Regions from separate parts of the Mus musculus genome. Here region 1 is linked to region 2. A link is a contact called in public Hi-C data. All regions are on one chromosome and are shown on one strand. Each heading gives the region's core, a stretch centred on a gene start, on an enhancer-like site or on the middle of the called end of the contact. The rest is flanking DNA. Distances are from core to core; before and after follow the strand shown. Region 1 overlaps Gm34213 (a long non-coding RNA gene). Region 2 holds the start of Nol6 (nucleolar protein family 6 (RNA-associated)).

Region 1 (6,334 bases), core at 964-3,463, 350 kb before region 2:
TCTTCTGGTCACGCTTGCTTGGACAGGACATGCACAGTTCACATGCATGACCACCAGGTGGTGCAAGGTTGAGGGAGTGTCTACCAAGGTGATTCTGTTTCTTCGTTCCCGGAGACACTGCTTGTGAATTCGTTGTGATTTCAAACTTCACAGCGGTCCCAACCCGTTGGCTAAGTGGTGTGGACACAGACCCAAGAACGGATGAGCTACAAGCTGACCAGCACTGGCTCACAAACCCTTCTGTTTTTCAGGCATTGGAAGCTGGGGGGTGGGTGGGAGTGGTAGGGTGGAGAGGGGGACACAGCAAGGGACTTGGGAACAGGTGCTGAGGTGTAAGGCACCTTGAGGAAGAGGAGGAGAAAGCCTGTGAGGGCTCCGGAGGAGAGGACACATGATAGAGGCATATCTGAGGGCGAGCCTTGGCTCCTCCTTGCTGCCCAAAACACCGGAACCTAGTGAACTCTAGGGAACTTCACTTTCCAGGCCTGGAAGAGCTCCTCTGCTAGCACTGCACAACTTAAATTCCAGCGCTCGGGTGGATCTCTGTGATCCTGGTCTACAGAGAGAGTCTTAGGGCAGCTGCATAGTGAGACTCTGTCTCAGAAAAACCCATACCAGCCAAACCAAAGCCCAACCCCCAGTGCCTATTCTTTTTTTTTTTTTTTTTTTTTTTTTTTTTTTTTTTTTTTTAAGTTAGGGTCCTTTATTGGGGCAGATGGGAAATGAGAAACAGATGTCTTCAGGGTCTGAGGGAAAGCCTAGAGCAGAGAAGCCTTCATCCTGGGAGAAAGAACAGATCAGCAGCTTATGAAGTTGTTAGGGAGTGCCCAGGGGAATGGTGAAGGAGAGGTAGTCCCCAAGAGCGCCCCAGCGGGGCCGGTAGATCTGGAAGATGGTGATCCAGGTGGCGAGAATGATCACCCAGAAGAGGAAGCCCACAGCTGAGCGCCAAACATAGCCTTTGATTTGGCTCTGCTCTGTGTAGGCTGGGGCGAGGAACGCCTCTCTGAAGAACCAGAAAATGTTGACTAACCAAAGAAAAGGCAGGAACGCAAATCCACCAAGATAGTACTTCCGGCACAGGTTCAACTTCTCCTCATTGGATACCCGCTCCAAGTTCATAGTTGCGCTGGAGCCCGGTGGTCCTAAGGGTCTGCAGAGCAAGACCCAAATGACAGGCGCAAGATCACGAGCAACCACGCCCCAGTGCGGTTTATCCCTTCTGCCTGGATTCCTTTGCGGGAGATTTGCGGGAGATGCCGCAGTTTTCAGTGGAGTTTGTTGTCGATTTTGTTTTTCTTCTCCTGCCCAGCCCCCCCACCCCCTCCGCTCCCCAGTGCCTATTCTTGGAGTTTGGTCCCTTCTATCTCTTTCTGCTAGTCCTATTTGTACCCTCTGATTACCTTCCTCCCATCGTCTGCCTTCCAGGAGGCTCTTGCTTCCGAAGGAACCTAACCAGTCACTATGCACCACTGCTTGCCTGTGAGCTGCAGCACTGAGAGCGGCTGAACTGGGAATTCCAGGGTGTGCTGTTAGGAGCTCTCATCATTCCTGAGAGTCAGGTGGTGGGGGTGCAGGCCTTTAATCCCAGTGCTCAGGAGTCAGAGGCAGGCAGGTCTCTGGGAGTTTGAGGCCAACCTGGTCTTGTGCTGTGAGTTCTAGGATAGCCAGGGCAACTGTCTGAAAAATTAAAAATGAAATAAGTTTTCTGAGGATCAAATGAATTATTATTACATGTAAAACATGTTAACCATATCTGGCACATCTAGCACTGAAAAAGAATGTGCCATAGTTATCATTTAAAGCTGTGGAGATAGCTCAGCACTTACAAGCACCCGTGGCTCTTCCAGAGGACCCAGGTGTGATTGCCAGCTCCCACATAGCAACTCGCAACCATCTGTAACCATCAGGCCTCAGGAGATCTGATGCCTCCGACCTCCTGGGCACCTACATTCATATCCACATGTCTAAGGGTTTTTGGTGCTATGAAGAGACACCATGACCATGGCAAACCTTATAAAGGAAAATATTTAATTGGGGCTGGCTTACAGGTTCGGAAGTTTAGTGTATTATTTGTCATAGCAGGAAGCATGCCAGCATGTGGACAGACATGGTGCTGGAGAGGTAGCTGAGAGTTCTACATCTGGATTAGCAGGCAGCAGCAAGAGACTGTGAGTCATGAGCCCAGCTTGAGCTTCTGAACCCTCAAAGCCCATCCCCCCGGGCACACTTCCTCCAACAAGACCACGCCTCCTAATCTTTTCAAATAAAGTCACACTCCCTATGAACATGTGAGAGCCATTTTCATTCAATTAACACACACCTGTACGTGGTTTTAAGACATAATTGTTTTCAATTTTTAAGATGCTGTCAAAGTCTTCCTGCAGTTTCTATTTCTTCTTCTTTTTTTTTGTTCGTTTGTTTGTTTTACGAGACAGGGTTTCTCTGTGTAGCCCTGACTGTCCTGGAACTCACTCTGTAGACCAGGCTGGCCTCGAACTCAGAAATCCACCTGCCTCTGCCTCCCAAGTGCTGGGATTAAAGGCATGTGCCACCACTGCCCGGCCTCAGTTTCTATTTCTTAACACAAAGAGGAAATGAGCACTGTAGGTTCAAACGAGGTCTAAACTGGTCAGTCTGGAGTAAGGGAACACTGTCCTTGTTAACAATCCCAGCTCTCACCAATGAGCTTGCACGCTGTTCCTGTGTCTGCAGGTGGTGGCTGGTTGGTCATCCCATGACCTTCTCCCTTGTCTTAGCCCCCCCTCCCCCAAAACACAATGTGTGGCCCACTGGCCCACTCAGCCTCTGTGATACTAAAGCCACATGAAAAGGTTCTTGCCACAGGCTGGGACTGGAATGTGAGGGTTGTTACCCCACCACTGACTTGCTGGCATTTGTGGCTTCCTGAGGCTTCCCTCTGCTATCCTTTGATCTGGGATCTGAACAAACAAAACCAGGGCACCCGAGCACAGCAGCTTCCTGTACTTTCTCTACAGGGATTTCCCAGAGCTGTCTTTTAAATGGCATCTTTGGCCCTCCTTTCCCAAATTATTTTCTTACAATCTCAAGGAGCTCTGGGGCACAAAATTAGTTCTCAGTCTACACATTTCAGATTTCTCCTTTTCCTTTGGCTAGATGAGGGGAGATTCTGCCCTCATTCCCACTATCCTGCCCAAAGTCTCCGTTTCTCCAATTGCCATGGTAGGTTTGGGGAAGTCCTCTGGCAAGCTCATTGTCAGCAGCAGTGGGGAGACACATAGTCCACGCCTATTGAGTTCTTCTGCAGCCTCAACTCAAATGAAACTGGGTTGGTTTTTTATGTGTTTTGTAAAGACTAGGATGTGTTTTGTAGAGTCAGGGATATGTTTTGTAGAGCGAGGAATGGTGCGGTGGGAGAGGATACCTCAGCAGGCCCATGGGTCTAGTATAGAATAGAGATTATTTGGGGACATGGGAAGGGGAGTTGAGAAGGGAGTAGAGGCAGAGAGAGGGAGGAGACAGAGAAGGAGAGGAGACAAAGGAGAGGGAGAAGGGGAGAGGGAGGGAGGGGGAAGAGAGAAGGTGTGGGAGGTAAGAGAGAAAAGAGAGTCAGAGAATCAGAGGGAGTGAAGGGAAGCCAAACTGTCCCTTTTATAGTGAGTCAGGCCTACCTGGCTGTTGCTAGGTAACTGTTGGGCAGAGCGTAGAAGGAATGCCAACAGTTTTGGTTGAGTTTTATTTTGTTGGATTGTTTTTGTTTGTTGGGTGGTTTGGTTTTTTACCGTAGAGATTTTCAGAATGAGTCAGTATGAAGCAAAGTTGGATTTATTAAAAAGAGATAAAAAATTAGGACAGTATGGACTTAAATCTGAAGTACAGGCAGAAAAAGAGATGGGGAGGGGGCTTGAGTCTCTCAAGCATAGCTAATACATGTGTCTTGTGGCTTTTTCCTTTATTGGAAACACCATCGTGTGTATCTCAGGCTGGACTCAAAATGCTATGGAACCACAGATAATGTTAAACTCCTCATCCCCCAGCCTCACCCTCCTCCTGAGTGCCGGAACTACAGAGAAGCTCTCCCACCCCGGGGCAGGCAGTGCTTGGGACTGAACCCAGACTGCATGCTAGGCAAGCCCTCTGGCAACTGAGCTGGATCCCCGGTCCAGTCTTGTAGCGTTTCAAGTTACATTTTTCTTTTTTTTTTTTTTTCTTTTCTTTTTAAAAAAGATTTATTTATTTATTTAATGTATATGAGTACACTGTAGCTGTACTAATGGTTCTGAGCCATCATGTGGTTGGGAATTTGAATTCAGGACCTCTGCTCACTCCGGTCAGCCCCACTCACTCTGGCCCAAAGATTTATTTATTATTATACATAAGTACACGGTAGCTGTCTTGAGACACACCAGAAGAGGGCGCCAGATCTCATTAGAGACCAGTCGCGCTCTTACCTGCTGAGCCATCGTTCCAGCCCCAAGTTACATTTTTCAAAGGATGTAATTTATAAGCAGGTTCAAAGATTAGGTAAAGCTTAAAATTTTAAGTGCCAAAGTGATGGCTCAGCTGGCAAAGATGCTTGCCACTTTCCTGACAATACTACTTCTATGCTTTGGGCTCACATGATGGAAGAAGGGAGGCTCCAGAGAGTTGCTCTCTGACCTCTGTGAGTACATGCACACACACACACACACACACACACACACACACACACACAAATACAAATTTCAGAAAATATTGAATTGCTGGGTGGGGGTGGGGGTGCATGCCTTTAATCCCAGCGCTCAGGAAGGCAGAGGCAGGAGGATGTCTGAAAGTCAGAGGCCAGCCTGGTCTACAGCATGAGTTGCAGGACAGCCAGAGCTACACAGAAACCCTGTCTTAAAAAATCAAAAAGAAGAGGAAAGAGAAAGGGGGCTAGGGGTGAGGTCGAGGAAGAGGAAGATGAAGAGGGAAGAAGGAAGAAGAAAAGGAGAAGGAGGAAGAGGAGGAGAAAATGTTTAAACACATTTTCTTATTTTTATTTTTTATTTTTTGTTTTTTTGAGACAGGGTTTCTCTGTGTAGCCCGGGCTGTCCTGGAACTCACTTTGTAGACCAGGCTGGCCTCAAACTCAGAAATCTGCCTGCCTCTGCCTCCCAAGTGCTGGGATTAAAGGCATGAGCCACCACGCCCGGTTTAGATACATTTTAAAATGTGCTAAGAGGAGAGAGCTGAGGAGGTGATGCTAATGATAAAATCTGACCATGCACTTACTCGTGGCATCTGCAGCCCATTTAGACCTCTCATCTATAAGACAAACTTGAAACAGAGTGTCTTGCCTGCTGTGCACAAGGAGCTGTATCGCCTATTACAGAATCAGTCTGCATGAGCTCCTGCTAGGTCCAATGAGCCAGCCGAAGACAAAGACATTAAAAGAGAAATTTGACACAGTCTCTGGATGACACCAGTACCCTGGCTTACCATGCTTCCAAAGCTTTGTGGCTACATAAAAATTAAAAAAAAAAAAAAAAAAAAAGTATGAGCCAAATAGAGCACGGTAGTCCGAGGTTATAATGCCAGAATTTGAGAGGTTGAGATTGAAGGATTACAGCAAGTTCAAGGCTAGCCTGAGACACTCTCTCTAAAAAACCAAACACTGGGGCTGGAGATGGCTCTGCTGCTATCTCAGGAGTTTCATTCCCAGCACTCACATGGTGGCTCACAACCAACTGGAACTATAGTCAGAGGATCCAAAGTCCTCGCCCAGTCTCCATGGGCACCATTCACAAACATGGTGCACAGACATACATGCAGCCAAAACACTCATACGTGGAAAATAAAAGTAAATAAATCTTTTTGTTTGCTTGTTTGTTTGGGTTTTGTTTTGTTTTGACACAGGATCTCACTATGTAGTTGTGGCTGTCTTGGAACTCACTACGTAGACCATGTTGGCCTTTAACTCAAAGAAATCTGACTGCCTCTGGCTCACTCACACGTGCTGGAATTAAAGGCATGCACCATTATGTCCAGCATAAAGAAATCTTTTTTTTTAATTTATTTTTTTATTGTCTATAAGTACACTGAGCTGTCTTCAGACACTCCAGAAGAGGGAGTCAGATCTCATTACAGATGGTTGTGAGCCACCATGTGGTTGCTGGGATTTGAACTTCGGACCTTCGGAAGAGCAGTCGGGTGCTCTTACCCACTGAGCCATCTCACCAGCCCCAAGAAGTCTTTTAAAACAAAAAAAAAAAAAAAAAAAAAAAAGAAAAGAAAAGAAAAGAAAGGAAAAGAAAGAGCTGGTTCGATTGTTTTTCTTATCCTGAAGACTTCCCTTTGCAGAGGGAATTGTAAGTTGACTTCTGCATTGTTC
Region 2 (6,095 bases), core at 2,497-4,996:
TCCACAAACACAACCGCGAAAAGCTGGTGGAATTCAGCCAGGGTGGGCTGGAGGGGCAGAGAGAAGCCAATCAGGGTTGAGGTCTACCTGCAGGCCCATTAGCACATACCTGCCCACGTTACTTAACTCACCAAGGAGGGATCTGAGCTGAGAGAGAAACTGATTCCATTGATTGTCAGATCGGTAGTGGCTGGAGTGAACCAGAGAAAGGTAGGTATTGTATTAGAAGGTCCTTTTGGGACCTGGCCACAGCGATACCCTCCCTGCCTCCCTCAGCCTGGGTGGCTACAACTGCCTGCCTCAGACTCAGTTTTCTCCTCTGTCTGGTGACAAGAAACTAACGGAGCTCTGGTGGAATAAGAGAACCCCCGGGGACAAGCGGAACCCCTGGCCTGTCCACTCTAGTTACCTTACCCAGAAACTGCAGGACACTTCTCAGGACCTGGTAGCCGCTCATGGTGGTATGGATCTTTCGTTTAGATACCAGGAAGGCAACCAGCATGGAGATGATGAATCCGTTAAATCCACCCAGGCCCTGAAAGAGAAGCATGACTGGACTGAGCTCAGGAGCAACCCTTCCCACAAAGAGGCGAGGAAACCAGGCCACCCACAACTCACCTTGTCCAGTTCCCGCTGCCTCAGCCAAACCTTCAGAAGTGCCACGCCATCCTTCAGGCCCTGGGCAGAGCCCAGCACACTTGCCAGCAAGTGCATGTGGGTCTCCAGAGCTACATCCTGCAGGATCCAGGTGTTATAGTGGGGGGTAGGCGGCTCTACGCAAACAAATGGAGACTATTAGAAGAGAAGGCTCCACCAAACCCCTGCCCACCAACACATTTCAGCACCAGTGCCTGCTCACCGTAATCCGGACAGCTCTGCCCTCGGTACCAGGCAGAGCGCACATTGTTCTTAGTTGGCAGCAAGCGGCAGGGACGGAAGAAGTCCAAGGGAGGGCAGGGAAGCAGGCGCACAGTAACTAGGCGCTCATCCTTCCCTGGGTAGAGACATGGAGTAGTGAGATTCTACAACTCCTAAAATCTGAGTGGGTCCCCTTAGCACCCCCTCATACTTGGGCACCCATGACTTCTGACCTCCTGGCCTCGAGGCTTCCAGACTTGAAGACCTCATGGCCCCCTCCAGATTTACCATCCCATACTGTGCACTAAGCCCAGAGAGTGACTCCCACCATGTGGCCGCAGCAGCAGCGAGGGCTTCAGGTGGCATCCACTCATGTAAGAGAAGCGTACGCTGCTGAAGAGGGGATCCTGGGCCAGGTGGTAAGCTAAGTGGGCCAGGTAAAGGGCTCGCTTGCGGAAGTAACGCTGGTTCAGCCCGTCTTTGTCCTGTAAGATTTCCTGGAGGAATCAGGGAAGAGAGAAGGTCAGACACATAAGTGTTCATGGAACTGGGGACTAGGTCAAAGCTAGGCTTAAGTCCCAGGAAGAACACACCCAATATTCAGACAAAGGGCACAAAGTCCCAAAGGGACCCTTTGCTGATCCTCTAATAGCCCCCAAACCATGGGCCTTACCCTGGGCATGGTCACTGCCACGTCCACATTGATATCTGGTCGCATACAAGTATCCAGAAGGTAGCTACCCACAACAGTGATCTGGGATGGAGGCCGGAAGCGGAAGGAGCCCTTCACGGCATAGGGCACTTGGTGGAGGGGCACTCGGACCCCAGCTGGGAGCCATGACTGGTCAGTGAGCTGTGGGGACAGACGCAGGAAACATATGGATTCTATCACCTTCCTCACAAAGGTGATAGAATCTAATACGTAGTAGATAGCATGCCAGTATGTTAGAAACTATAACTCACAATCTTCCACAAACGCCTTCTCCCTCTGTGAAGACAACTTGATTGACAGCTAAGCCGCCATGACTTATTTCTATTGTTACCCATTTTCAGGCTAGGAATGGTGGCTCACACCTGCAACTCCAGCATTTGGGAAGGCAGGAAGATCAGAAATTCAAGATCTCCCTTGACTATATAGCAAGCAAGTTCAAGGCCAGCCTGGACTGTATGAGACCCTGTCTCAATAAAAAATAAATACACAAAATAAAATAACCATTTTTGGTTGGAAGTAAAGGTTCACAACTATAATCCTAGCACTCAGGGGACTGAAGCAGGAGGACCACCACCAGTTTGAGTTACAGTACGGGTTACAAAGTTAAGATCCTATGTTAAAAAGAAAAAAGTGGGCTGGAGAGATGGCTCAGTGGTTAAGAGCACTTCCACAGGTCCCGAGTTCAATTCCTAGGAACCATATGGTGCCTTGCAACCATCTGTAACAATGCTGCCTTCTGGTATGTCTGAAGATAGCAACAGGATTCTCACATACATAAAATCAATCAATGAATCTTAAAAATGAAACAAAAAACAAAACCAAACAAAAGTGGCTCAGGCCCTCAATCTCCGTCCTTGGGAACTATGCAGGACAATCAGGAGTTCAAGGCCAGCCAGCCAGGGGCATGTAAGACCCTGTTCAAACAAACAAAACACCTACAAAACTTGTACAAGATGGAGCTACATTTGAGAGACAAATGCATGACCTGTGTCCTGGTTGAGTCTTCTTGCAATGAGAATGATCTCCTTAGTAACCAAGTTTCGTGGAACAGCAAAGAGGGTCTCATGACTCACTGTCCCAAGGCCATCTGCCTTACCTCAGCCTCAGGGACTGGAGGCACTTTCTGGATCCGCTTGGTAACCTCCTTCAGGAAATTATCAATCCTCTCTTTCTTCTTCTCTGACAGTCTGACTTCCTTTAGTAACTCCTCCACCTTTAGCAGGGGGAAGGGAGGAATCTGTGAGCCTCGGGACCCCACGGAAACCCCTCTAACCTATGCCCTGGCCACCCACGTACTTGTAAACGAAGCAAGGTGGAGTGGAACAAGATCTCGGTCTCACGGAGGCGATTTAGCTCCTCATTTGTAGGCTCCTTGTACAGCTCCTCCCGACTGAGGTTCACTGGCTGCAGGAGGCCTTCTGCAGGTGGCTCTGTTCTTGCACGCTTTCTTGAGGGTGCCTTCTCTTTGTCCATGCCTTCGAAGGCAAGTTCCATCACCTATGACCAGAGAGACAGAAACCAACATGCCAACATGAAATCGGGGGGGGGGGGGGGGGGGGGTATCTGTATCAGCTGACTCAAGTTTGTGGGTAAAGGGTTCATCTACTCTAGTTGTTCCCTTTCAGTGGGCGTTAAGATTTTTATAAAACTCGGGATAGCCATCACTGAGAGAAATCTGACAGCGTGAGGATGCAGTCCTGCTTAGACCTGACTGAGTTTGCCAGTCACTGCCTGAGGTAGTGCTCCAATGCCCTCCTGTTTCCGGACACCACAAATCTTTTGCTGAGACAGGCTTAGGCCTTCCCAAATATCACCTCTTCTCCTGCTCTATCCAGATCTCTCCAAGGCTAGATTCCCTAAAAATCATTTTCCCAGTAACCTAGGCCGCCCTGGAGTAATCTTTTTTCTATCATAGTAGGCCGCCCTGCAGGCTAGGTATCAGGCCTGACTATCTCAGGCTCTGTCGTCAAAATAAAGCACATTTTGAGCAACCAACCTCTGGGTCCTCAGTTGCTCGTCGGTGCTGCTCTCCGGCGGGGGCCGGTCCCATCTTCACAGCAGGTCTCTCTCCAGCACTTGGCATCCAAGCCGGATCTACCCCGTAGCTTCCCACGTGGGCCGAAACGCCAACTCCAGGGCTCAAACCCTTGCCCCAGGCCCCACCCACTGCAGTTCCATTGGGCTAGTGCATGCCGTCTCGCTCACTATTGGTCAGTGGTTCAAAGGAACCCGCCCATTGTGGGAGGAACCAAACAAGGTCCGCCGATTTACAGCCTCGACGCCGCACTAAACCGGAAGCGTTTGGGACTGCAGCTCGTCGCGTTCTTTTCCTCACTTCCCTTTCGGGAAGGGAGGAGCTTACTGTGGCTTCCGGTGTGATGGGGTTTTGTGTGTGTGTGTGTGTGTGTGTGTGTGTGTGTGTGTGTGTGTGTGTGTGTGTGTGTGTGTGTGTGTGTGTGTGTGTGTGTGTGTGTGTGTGTCTGTCTGTCTGTCTGTCTGTCTGTCTGTCTGTCTCAGCTTACTGTGGCTTCCGGTGTGGTGGGGTTTTGTGTGTCCGTGTGTGTCTCTCTGTCTGTCTCTGTCCGTCTGTCTGTTTTCGCTAGTGGTTCACAGCATCTAACCGTGTCTATGAGCAAGTTATGTGATTTCTACCTCCAAAATGTATCTTGAATTTGTTTTTTTTTCTGTTTCCACAAACAGAAAGTTCAAGTGTCTAGCATAATAGCATAGCTTCTCTCCAGCTTTTCCTTCTTAAAATATAAGATAACCTATTCAAACTCCAAAACTTTAAACACAGAACCATCGTAATAGCGAAGTTCTAAGTACTTTGCCAATTTACTTTTATTTACATATTATTTTAGAAAACTACTTGGAACTGGGCATGGACGCTCATCCCAGTAATATTCACGATGCTGAACCTGAACTATGAGGGACACTCTCAAATGACACTTTAGCATCTACCTTTTAAGACTTCTCATACTGGGCTGGTGAGATGGCTCAGCGGTTAAGAGCACTGACTGCTCCTCTAAAGGTCCTGAGTTCAAATCCCAGCAACCACATGGTGGCTCATCCATAATTGACAGCTACAATGTACTTACATATAATAAATAAATAAATCTTTAAAAAAAAGACTTTCATATCTAGCCCATGACCTGGGACCCACACGAGTAGAAGGAGAGAAGTGATTTCTGCGAGTTGTCCTCTGACCTCCACAGTGCATTCAAGTGATACCTGTGTGCTTTCACACACCCAACATGAAATATAATTATGGGGGAAAAGAGTTTTTGCAAAATAACAACAAAAAAATTCCACCCTGGAGACATGGCCAAGAGCTTAAAAGCATTTGTAGATCATGCAGAGGACCTAGGTTTGGTTTCCCAGCACCCACGCAGCTTTGAAACTCTCAACTACTGCCTGTAATGCCAGTCCTAGAAAATCCTTTGGCACCAGGCACTCCTGTGGTACACACACCTATATGCAATAATTTTGTTTTAAAGTCTCACTATGCATCCCGGACTGGCCTGGATCTCACAGAGATTCATCTGCATCTGACTCCTGACTGCTGGATTATAGACATAGACCATGCAAGTAATATTATTTTATGTGTGGGGCACATACATATTCCTCCAAGTATATCTCTGTACCGTGTATGTACAGTGCAGGTGGAGGCCAGATGAGCTCAGTGGATGTTCTCAAACTAGAGGTACAGATAGTTGTGAGTCAAACTGTAGGTGCTGGGAAATGAACCAGGTTCTCTGGAAGAGCAGCTAGAACTCCTAGCTGATGAGCCATCTTTCCATTCTTGAAAGTAAATCGTGTGTGTGTGTGATTATTATTATTGTTGTTACTGTTTTTTGAAAAAGAATGTCTTTATATAGTCCTGGATGTCCTGGAACTCATTCTGTTGACCAGCTGGATACAAATTGAAAGATCCACTTGGCTTATCCGCTTGAATGCTAGAACTAAAGGTATACCTCCCAACACACGCGCATGAAGCCAAACACTCATACACATAAAATTAAACACACACACACACACACACATACACACCATGGCTTTGAAAGTAAATCTTTAACATTTATTTTAGAGTATGTATATGTTTGTGCTTGGGAGAGTTTCTATGCACCATGTGTGTTCAGGAAACTTTGGAAGAGGGTATTGGACTCCTGGAAGTGGAGTTACAGGCAGTTGTGAACCCATGTGAGTCCTGGCAACCGAACCCAGGCACTCTGCAAAAGTGGTAAGTTCTCTTAACCATTAATCCATCTTTCCAGGCCTCTGTTAAATAAATCTTGAAAAATAAAATAAAATAAAATAAAATAAAATAAAGTCGGGGCTGGCGAAACGGCTCAGTGGTTAAGAGCACCGACTGCTCTTCTGAAGGTCCTGAGTTCAAATCCCAGCAATCACGTGGTGGGTCACAACCATCCATAACGAAATCTGATGCCCTCTTCTGGAGTGTCTGAAGACAGCTACAGTGTACTTACATATAATAAATAAATAAATCTTTAAAATAAATAAATTA

Evidence for each region. A called contact is a pair of places that touch in the nucleus more often than the background predicts.
Region 1: a Hi-C map of the G1E-ER4 cell line shows a contact between it and region 2, with 6 times the contacts expected there. The contact joins the enhancer-like site here to the promoter of Nol6 in region 2. A contact is called at or near these places in 20 of 39 promoter capture datasets (the 3T3-L1 cell line, 3T3-L1-derived adipocytes, the C10 cell line and 13 more), 1 of 15 datasets of contacts at CTCF or cohesin (embryonic stem cells), 85 of 484 Hi-C or Micro-C datasets (the Ba/F3 cell line, the C10 cell line, the C2C12 cell line and 48 more), 13 of 115 datasets of contacts at active chromatin or transcription factors (bone marrow-derived dendritic cells, bone marrow-derived macrophages, effector CD8 T cells and 8 more) and 3 of 9 other capture datasets (embryonic stem cells, liver and pancreatic islet).

Annotation. Positions count from the first base shown.
Region 1 is chr4:40,774,443-40,780,776 of GRCm38.p6, forward strand. It overlaps Gm34213 (a long non-coding RNA gene), which reads left to right. Exons shown (of 3, transcript XR_390479.3): 3 at 2,086-2,334. It also overlaps the pseudogene Psenen-ps. Among named protein-coding and RNA genes, the nearest start is that of Gm34213, 4.6 kb to the left of the region's middle. Within about 2 kb of position 2,214, at least 64 of the 459 cell types and tissues checked have an H3K27ac peak or open chromatin away from gene starts, as enhancers often do. A contact at or near this core is called in the C2C12 cell line, CD8 T cells, the G1E-ER4 cell line and 8 more, where this site is marked.
Region 2 is chr4:41,120,593-41,126,687 of GRCm38.p6, forward strand. It overlaps Nol6 (nucleolar protein family 6 (RNA-associated)), which reads right to left and starts at 3,747. Exons shown (of 26, transcript NM_139236.3): 1 at 3,567-3,747; 2 at 2,867-3,067; 3 at 2,667-2,783; 4 at 1,532-1,711; 5 at 1,187-1,355; 6 at 860-994; 7 at 619-773; 8 at 415-535; 9 at 132-190; 10 at 1-47. The coding sequence starts at 3,653.